2 separate regions of the Gossypium hirsutum genome follow, and region 1 is linked to region 2. A link is a contact called in public Hi-C data. All regions are on one chromosome and are shown on one strand. The core of a region is the stretch at or near the end of the contact, and the rest is flanking DNA. Distances in the headings are between cores, read along the strand shown. Region 1 has its middle 18 kb from the start of LOC121223055. Region 2 holds the start of LOC107913263.

What was found. A called contact is a pair of places that touch in the nucleus more often than the background predicts.
Region 1: a contact with region 2 is called in a Hi-C map of fibers, with 2.2 times the contacts expected there. The contact joins the enhancer-like site here to the promoter of LOC107913263 in region 2. A contact is called at or near these places in 12 of 34 Hi-C or Micro-C datasets (callus, fibers, hypocotyl and 3 more).

The regions. Positions count from the first base shown.
Region 1 is chrD11:27,550,624-27,554,743 of Gossypium_hirsutum_v2.1, forward strand. No RefSeq gene overlaps it. Among protein-coding and RNA genes, the nearest start is that of LOC121223055, 18 kb to the left of the region's middle. Within about 2 kb of position 2,153, at least 5 of the 9 cell types and tissues checked have an H3K27ac peak or open chromatin away from gene starts, as enhancers often do. A contact at or near this core is called in fibers, where this site is marked.
Region 2 is chrD11:27,487,217-27,491,675 of Gossypium_hirsutum_v2.1, forward strand. It overlaps LOC107913263, which reads right to left and starts at 3,073. Exons shown (of 1, transcript XM_016841790.2): 1 at 2,268-3,073. The coding sequence starts at 2,703. The coding sequence ends at 2,419. It overlaps LOC107913264 (subtilisin-like protease SBT1.7), which reads right to left. Exons shown (of 1, transcript XM_016841791.2): 1 at 3,956-4,459. The coding sequence ends at 4,265.

The sequences.
Region 1 (4,120 bases), core at 903-3,402, 62 kb after region 2:
TAATATCATTTGATATACACACACGCGCTAAGTTCCACAAGCAACTTAACCTTCAATGCAAATTCAAGCAAACCATTTCATCAAGCATTTGACCATTTCCATAACACCTTATTAGCCGAATTCAAGCAACTTAACCCATTCCCCACTGTTGTTCTTGAGCTCCTGAATTGTGTTCTTTTTTTCTTTTTAGCCGACACAATGCTATGGAAATACGACGTGTTGCTATCTCCAAAACGCAACCAATTTGCTCGTTCATGTTGTTCCGAAAATAACTCCTCATTGTATACTTTTAAGATTAGTGTAAGCTTTATCTCTGTTAGTTCTGCCAAATTTTCTTCATCTGGAGTATTCGCATTTAATTCTTCTAATCTCACATTCCAATAGGCTGCTTGACGCTGCCTTCCCAACTGATTCACCTTAGCCCAATAGTTTAGTTTTGTTCCTATTGCTTCAAATTTAATAGGAACCTCCTTTTCGTCTTTTTCCCACCACTTATATTTCACTTTCAAGGCCTTTTGTCAATTACCAAATTCGCATTGAATTTGAATTTTGGTTGTCGTTGTCCCTTCTACTTTGAACTACTATCCAATATATTTACAAGAATTGGGCAGTGATATGACATAGAATGTGTAAGGTGTCTTACCTGAAAATTTGGAAACATTGCTCACTATTCGGAAGTCTGCCTCTCTCCCATGTAAATCATTGACCCAAAAATCCTATATCTGTGAGATTACAATCGTTTAAGGCTTGGCGGAATGCCAACATTTGATTCTCTTCTCGTTGACGCTCTCCTTTCTTTCAAAAGGAAAAGGAATTTCATCAAAGTCTCCTACCACTAACCAGGGTAGGTTGTTGGTATTATTTAAATGTCGTAGAAGATTATAAGAATCCCTCTTGCAAGGTTCCTCCGGTGATCCATAAAACCTCGTAAATCTCCATACTTTTGCACCTTCCTCTTCTGTTATTTCAACACCAATATGTGATGATGAAAAGCTTCGTCATTGAATGTTATACTCTTGCTTCCAACCCAACGATAGTCCCCTTTTAGTGGCATCTGCATTAATACACTTTTTTTGAATTCGTTCCATCTTTTTTACACTTACTTTGGTTTCCATGAGAAATCAAACCTGGGGTTGTATATGTCTCACTTTGTTTTTGAGATGCCTTACTGCTCATGGGTGCTCCAATCCATGGGCATTCAAACTTAGTAGTTTCATTGTGATCGGTCGGTTTGCTTTTCAGTAGCCGTCGATATAATAGGAGAATTTTTTGAATCCACTATATGAGAAACAATAGAACTCATTGAATACAACCTCTGTCTTTTCTTAGTATCAATCACTCCAATAGGAATTTCCTTCGTGTTTGATCTAAGCTCCATATACCTCACATCCTCTCCTCCATAATTTATCCCTTCTAACCTAGTGGTGTCCTTTCCTCTCCTTCCTTGATGTGGGCTAAGGTTTGGATTAACTCCAGCCAATCTCTCCCCATTGTCTCCTAATTGTCCCCCAACGATCGATTTGGAACTCGATCTATCTTCTCTCAGCCACTTGCTATCTTCCATTTACCTCATTCTTATCGGTATTCTATTGATAGATCCCATCCAAAAGCAACTTATGATTCCAATGTTAATTTAACTGGACAGAAACCTTCTCCATGCTCTAATTGCCACAGATAGCAAAATAATAAAAGCTTTTCGTATTGAAACATAGCATATGTTTTTCGTTTTGATGAATAGCTATCATTTTCTTTCTTTTTAGGGGTTTTCGAACATCCAACTTAACTCTCACCCTCTTAAATTTTTTAATTCCCTTAGTTAGTGAAGCCACATCATACTCCATGAATTTTCCAATAAAATCACCAAGTTGGCGTGCCATTCCTTCGGACATGAAACCTCTCGATAGATAATGTATTTGTACCCAAAACTCTGTGAAATATAATGGTACTTGCAGCGACCGTAACCCCTTCTCCAATCGTTGGAACAAAATTAGGTGTCTATTGAAGAACCACGGTGTACCCTTGATAACCCTTTTAATATTGATCTAATGATAAAACCTAAACAGGGTTCTTTTCTCTCCTAAGTTTTTAATAGAAATTCCGCCCACTGGATGCCATACTTCTGCTAGCGCCTGTCTCATGGATGGAATGTGTACCACACTCTCCGTTAATACCCTCCCAACCGAGCACAACTCATAGTCCTCATCCTCTTCATCATCGGATATATTCGAATTTGCTAGTTCTTCATTCATCGTTTTAACACTTAACGGTTTTTCCTTCAACTTTTGCAGGACTTGAAGCCGCCACAAAACCCTAATATTTTGATACTTTGTGCAATTCAGCAGACAGAGAAAACGTGCTATTCAACAGACTTTACCGAATTTTTATTTCACGTAAATAATATTTTTAATGAAACTATACATGTGATACAAATTAAAATTGTTAATTTATTATGTAAGTTTAAATATTATACTAAAGAAAAAACTTATACTATTATTGAAGTTTTTAATTGAGTTGACATAATAAATTAATTAGACATTTAATTGGAAAATGATAAAAAAAATTATTCATTTTGTAATATAAATTATATTATTAAAAAACGATTGTTACCTTTCATATTTTATACATAAATAAATAATTATTTTTATAATAAAATTTGAACTAAAATTTTAATACTTCAACTAAACTATTTCTTCCACTGTTTTATTTGATTTTAATAAATTTTTTTTCTTGGACGTCAGAAGCTAATTATAATTTTAACAAATTTAAAATCTACATATTATTCGTCAAAAAAAAATCAAATATATTAATCATAAAAGGGGATACATACCGACTTCATAAGACTAGTATTGACGCTTACGTGGATTTTTATTTATTTTAAAATATTTATCTAAAACTTCTAATTTATATTTAAACCTACTTAACCTTCAAATACTTATCCCAATTTTTAAATTTTATACTTTAATAAATTTGAATTATTAACTTAATCTTCTAAAATTCGTTGAAATTATTTTAATTAACTTAATCTTCTACTTTTGAAATCAAACCATTTTGAAGAAACAATTCATAATAAAATTTGAATTTGGATTATTAATTTTCTTGTTATTATTTAGAATATGAAAGATAATTTTAATTTCTTTAATATCTCATCATTATCTTTTTTTTAATTTCTAAAAACAATACATTAAAAATTCAATCCTAAACATGGTGTTACTCTCTGAATTCTATGAGATTTTTATCTTAGAATTTTTATTTGTAAACTTATAATTTGATCCACAATTATTTTATTTCTTGAGTTTTAGATTTCTTTTTGAAGTGTTAACATTTAATACTTTAAATGTTTTTTTATAATAATATTTAATTTTTGTTTAATACAAAATTTGTATACAAAATTATTACATAGGACAACTAGGTAAATAGTTTACTTATCACTCAATGCTAAAAATGTTTGTTAGATTTTATTTTTAAAAACACTTATATTTGAAATAAATTATCTCTATACTTTTGGTAAAAATAAAAATTTCCAATTATTATTTTTAACTTTGGGAAATTATTTGATACATAGTTAATGGGGTTTTTTAACTCCATAAGTAGGGTTAGGGGTTGACAAATGTTTCATAAGGGTATAGTAAAATATTGAAAAACATATATATTTTTTAAAAAGAGTCACGTATCAATTTTTTAATGGTGTTTGTGGAATAAAAAAAGTACACCACCTGTGAATCAAAAACTCACCTTTTATCCAAAACTAATATAAAATACTATATTAATAAGATTAAACTTATTTAAAAATGGATTTCAATGATCAAATTTTTTACTATCAAATAAAAATTATATTTAGTACATTTTTACTAATATGCCAAACAATTTTGTAATATAAATTATGTAATTTTTTAAAATTCAATACTTAATTTTTTTAGCACTTCAAATTCTAACTTATCAAACAATACCTTAATTTTTAAACTTTAAATATTTTAATTGGCTCTTTAAAGTATTAACATTGTATCATTCAAGTGCTTTCATCAGGTTAATCGTTAATCAAGACATTAAATGCTAGATTGAATTTGATGTGGAGCATATCTAAAACATGTGATCAAATTTTAAACATGCTTGTCAAAACCAT
Region 2 (4,459 bases), core at 1,823-4,322:
CAATCGGCTGACATGATCATGTTTGAATTTCTCAAGAATACGAGAGTCCAATGGATCTTGATCATTTTTTATAAGCCCCAATACTTTATGCAAAATGGTCCGGCCACACAATTGGGAGCTTTCCCTAGTGCATGGATCCATAAAACTTATTTCTCAAAAGTGAGTCTAAACCCTTATGACTATAAGGATTTGCAGAAGTATTTATGCCAAATTAACAAGATTATCCATTCAGAAATATGGCCCTCAGGAAAGACATTGGCACCGTGGGATGTAGAAAGCGATCCACCGACACCTTATCAAGAACAGTTGAAAGAAGCCTTAAAAGAATATCATTCCAATATACCGGATCCAAAGGAGTGGTCTCAAGAGTATTCATTGTATTGCAGCCAAGCAACTCAAAACACACCAGCATGGAAAGATGTTGTTGAAGACATATCAAAATGGAAAGATGTTTGTGAAATGACACCACTTGATGATTTGGAGCAAAGAATTGAACATCTAAAGCTGAAATGTTACAGAGCACGAGAGGAAAAGAAAAGAAAAGTGCAAGAATAAAACCTCACCTCTGACGTCAACACAGATTATAATACTGACTAAAGGATGCTGAGTCATTTGTCTTATTATCTGAGTCATGTAAATTATTGTACTTTTACTTTTTAAAAGCTTAATGAGTCATTATACTAAGAAAGAAAAGTAGATTCCTTCTTATTCTCTCTTTTTATCCTTTTATCCTCTCACCCAGATTTCCTCCTCTATGTAAGGAAAGAAAATCTTAGTTGTAAGATATAACGAGTTTCAAAAAATAAAATACTAGTGTGTTCTATTAAATCATGTCTTTCTAAAAGCCTCTCTATTCTCTTCCTATCTGATCATGGTATATCGCTGAAAGAAAATCTCCCGTGAGTTTAGAAGTATGCTCTGTGCTTGTCATATAATGGATCCTACACAACAAAAACTAAGCTTAGATCGAGGATACTAAATTTAGTTGAGTTTGAAGAAGTAGTCTGGATTAATGGTATTAACAGCTAAAAGGCACTGCCTGTTTAAATGGCCAAGAAGAGAAGGCCTTGTTTTTGGCATAGCATACCTGTTGTTATGATCTATTAATCTCAGATATCCCGTCTTCAAGCTCAGTTATATTTTTCAATGCTATGGCCCTACATAACTTAGAAAGGAATATTAGAGAAATTCATCCGAAGGTTTGGAGCCTTCCTACCAAACATTGCCCAAGAGATGAGAGTTTTGTCAGTAAACTTTTCATGAACCTTTCCACACTTGGTGAATCAAAGACAATTACATATATTAAGGTTATGAAGCCTAGTCAAATGAAAAGGTTCAAAAGCTTTCTCTAGATCAAGAGAACTACGCATTTGAAGGCTATAAATGATAATGCCAAGCTGAAAAGGAAGAAAGATTAAGAAATGTTTACGTTTTTAATCTTGAACTGTTAAGGGAAACCTTCTTCAACTGGATTTACCAGCGGAAATCATATTTCACTAGAGGAGATTTAGAAAGGTCCAAGTGAACCTTCCACCATCCAAGAGAATTAGTGTGACCGATAAACCAATGAGTGAGATAATCCTTGGTCAGTTTCGAGGGAGGGTGGATGCGGGTGCCGCTATTTTTTTTTTCTGATGCTGTCATGATTTTGATATTCTATCTTTAGAAATAAGGACTAGTCTTACCTGATAATTGGGGTAGGACTTGATACAATTTCATCTAATTTATAATAGGAAAAATGTTGATGGTTAGGCTTAATACTTGTTTGGGATTTTTTTTTTTAAGATTTGTTGTCGACTATTTTTTGTCTTTCTGATTTTATTTAATAATTTGTTCTTCATAAAAAAAATGTAAGAAAGCATTGAGCTTGAGGGGGGAAAATGTTACTTGGATCTCATGCAAGAATAATATATTGTGAGCAGATGAATTGGGTCAACTCCGATTCATATATCAATGGCCCTTTTCAAGAAAATGGATTAAATTTGGGCCTCAACAAAGCTGATAAACCTCATGAATCCATTATTGAAGAAGAGAATGTCATATTGCAAATCATCATATACATATAAGATATGACTATAATTTTTCATTTTAAAAAAAGAAAAACAAAATTTATAAATTTAAAATTTTTAAAATGAAAAATAATCTTAAAAGTATCTTTAAAACTTCTATCATATTATGACTATCACGATTGATTGAACCGAATATTCAATATATCATATATTTGATTTCTAAGTGAAAATATATAAATATAATAACAAGTACACAACTTATAAAAGTCTATTACTACTAAATTTTATTTGATTCACGAAATACATAATCGACATTTCTAAATTTATTTGATTGAACCCAAAACAAACAAAATTATTTAAATTTACATAGCTTTTTTTCTTAATTGAACCCAACATCTACTGTATCAATTCAGGGTACCCCTTGACGATTAATGGTATCCGTAGCATCAAAAGGTCGCTCAGAGGAGAGAGCGGCACCAGAAAGAGTGGGGGCGTCGGTGGAGCTTGCAGCACCACGTCCCGGGTTCGGTTGTTGGTGGCCTTCAGTTCCATATCCTCGACGCTTGTAATCTTCCAAGTCCCCATACTTCACGTAAGGGCTATCGTCTATTGGCAGCCCTTCCAAGCTTGCCTTCTTCTCGTCCATATTATCATCCGCCTTCTTATCCACATCTTGTTGTTGCTTCTTCTCCATTTTCACTTCTGGCTTTAGATTGTTGCTTTGATGGTTGCCATGTATTTAATATTTTTCAGCTTCGCTGGAAGAGTGCCACATGTTGTGATACGTGTTTATAGGTCATGAAGTGCAAGTCTGCACGTGGCGAAACCCATAACATTGAAGAAGTGATTATCTAATTATTATAATCACCGACTTTGTTTTCTTCCTTCTCCAAGTGTTTGCAGGGTTTTGGCATTGTTTGGATGGTGGGTTTTTGTTCTCTATATTTGCAGTTTGGATGATGTAACTAAAGATCTTTTTTCCATCTTTGCAAACAAAAAGTAAGGGAAAATGTGGGAGTTTCGGTTTCTCCTGCTTGCATAAGTTCCTAGTTGGGAAATGTTTCCAATTGATTGCAGGTAGATACTATCATATATGCATTATACTCGAATATAAGACAATTAATTTAATCGGGATTTAAAGTTACATTTCTTCCAATAATTTAATTTCATCTTTAAAGCTCAACCTGTATTCTCCCACCAACCACATCACTAAACAATTTTTAATAAAATTGTAAATAGGCGATATTGTGTTGTAGAGAGAAAAATTTTAGATTTAAACCCCTTTTTTTTTAACTAGATCAGTCCGACCCAAAAACTTATTTCACTTTTCAATTCTTTTTATGTTTAATATTCATATATTTTTATTATTAAAAATAATTTTTTTTACTATTTAAATTAAAATCGAGCAAGTTGAACATAAAAAAAAAAAAAAAACTATTCAACCAAGCCAACTACCCTAACCTTAAACAGCAAAATCACTATACTTGTGAAATTGAAACCATTATGTATATGAGTTTTGTAATTATACCAAAAAGAAATATGAGTTAACCTATATATCATCTATATATGGTGGAACCACTTTCCTCTTATCTTTGCTTTATATCGCTTTTTCTTCTAAAGCACAAACATTCTATTAACGTAGCATTTGGAACATTGAGACAACATAACAGCTCTCACCTCTTTTCTCTTTTTTGTTGGTCCAACTTCACACATATCCAAACCCCAGAAATCACCTCAATCAATCAGGTTTAACTTATGTAAATCATACCCTATTACTTATATTTCACAATGTACAAATCTTTTATTTAGTTTACTTGTAAATTAAAAGAGACATTGAATTCATGGTTGGCTGGAACCCATAAACTGTGCTTTGCTTACCTGCTGATATAATGTAACTCGAGTGAATTGAATATGATCTATTACCATCTATATGAAGTCATAACGCGAAAGCAAGAAGCCCATGGATTGCTTTAAGCATGAACAATCGACTAAGCAATTAAAAGCATATTAATACACTGTATACTGAGAAAGAAAACCTACCAATGTTCCTAGTTTTCATTGTTCCCTCTCTCAGAGAATAACATCAAACACTTAAGACCCCAGCTTCCATTATTAGCTGGTTTAGCTATCATGAATCTGGCAACTACAAAACACTAAAACAATTGAACCAACCCCCATCTCATCTTGTTGAGTGAGTTTAAGAAGCCATTCAACTTTTTAAAGTTTAAAAACTGTCCATCCCCTTTATTCTCCTATCATGTCCAGCTAATTGCAATAGGACTGCCCACGGTATACTTCATATCAGACCACTCCAAACGAGCGAACACGTTCGTACCGGTTGGCTGTGAACTACCACTGAACGTCACCGTATATGATTTCTTCTCATTTGCTTGGCTAAAACTCAAAGTCTGTGGTTCAACTGATATCTTTACCCCTGGAGTTTCAGGTGA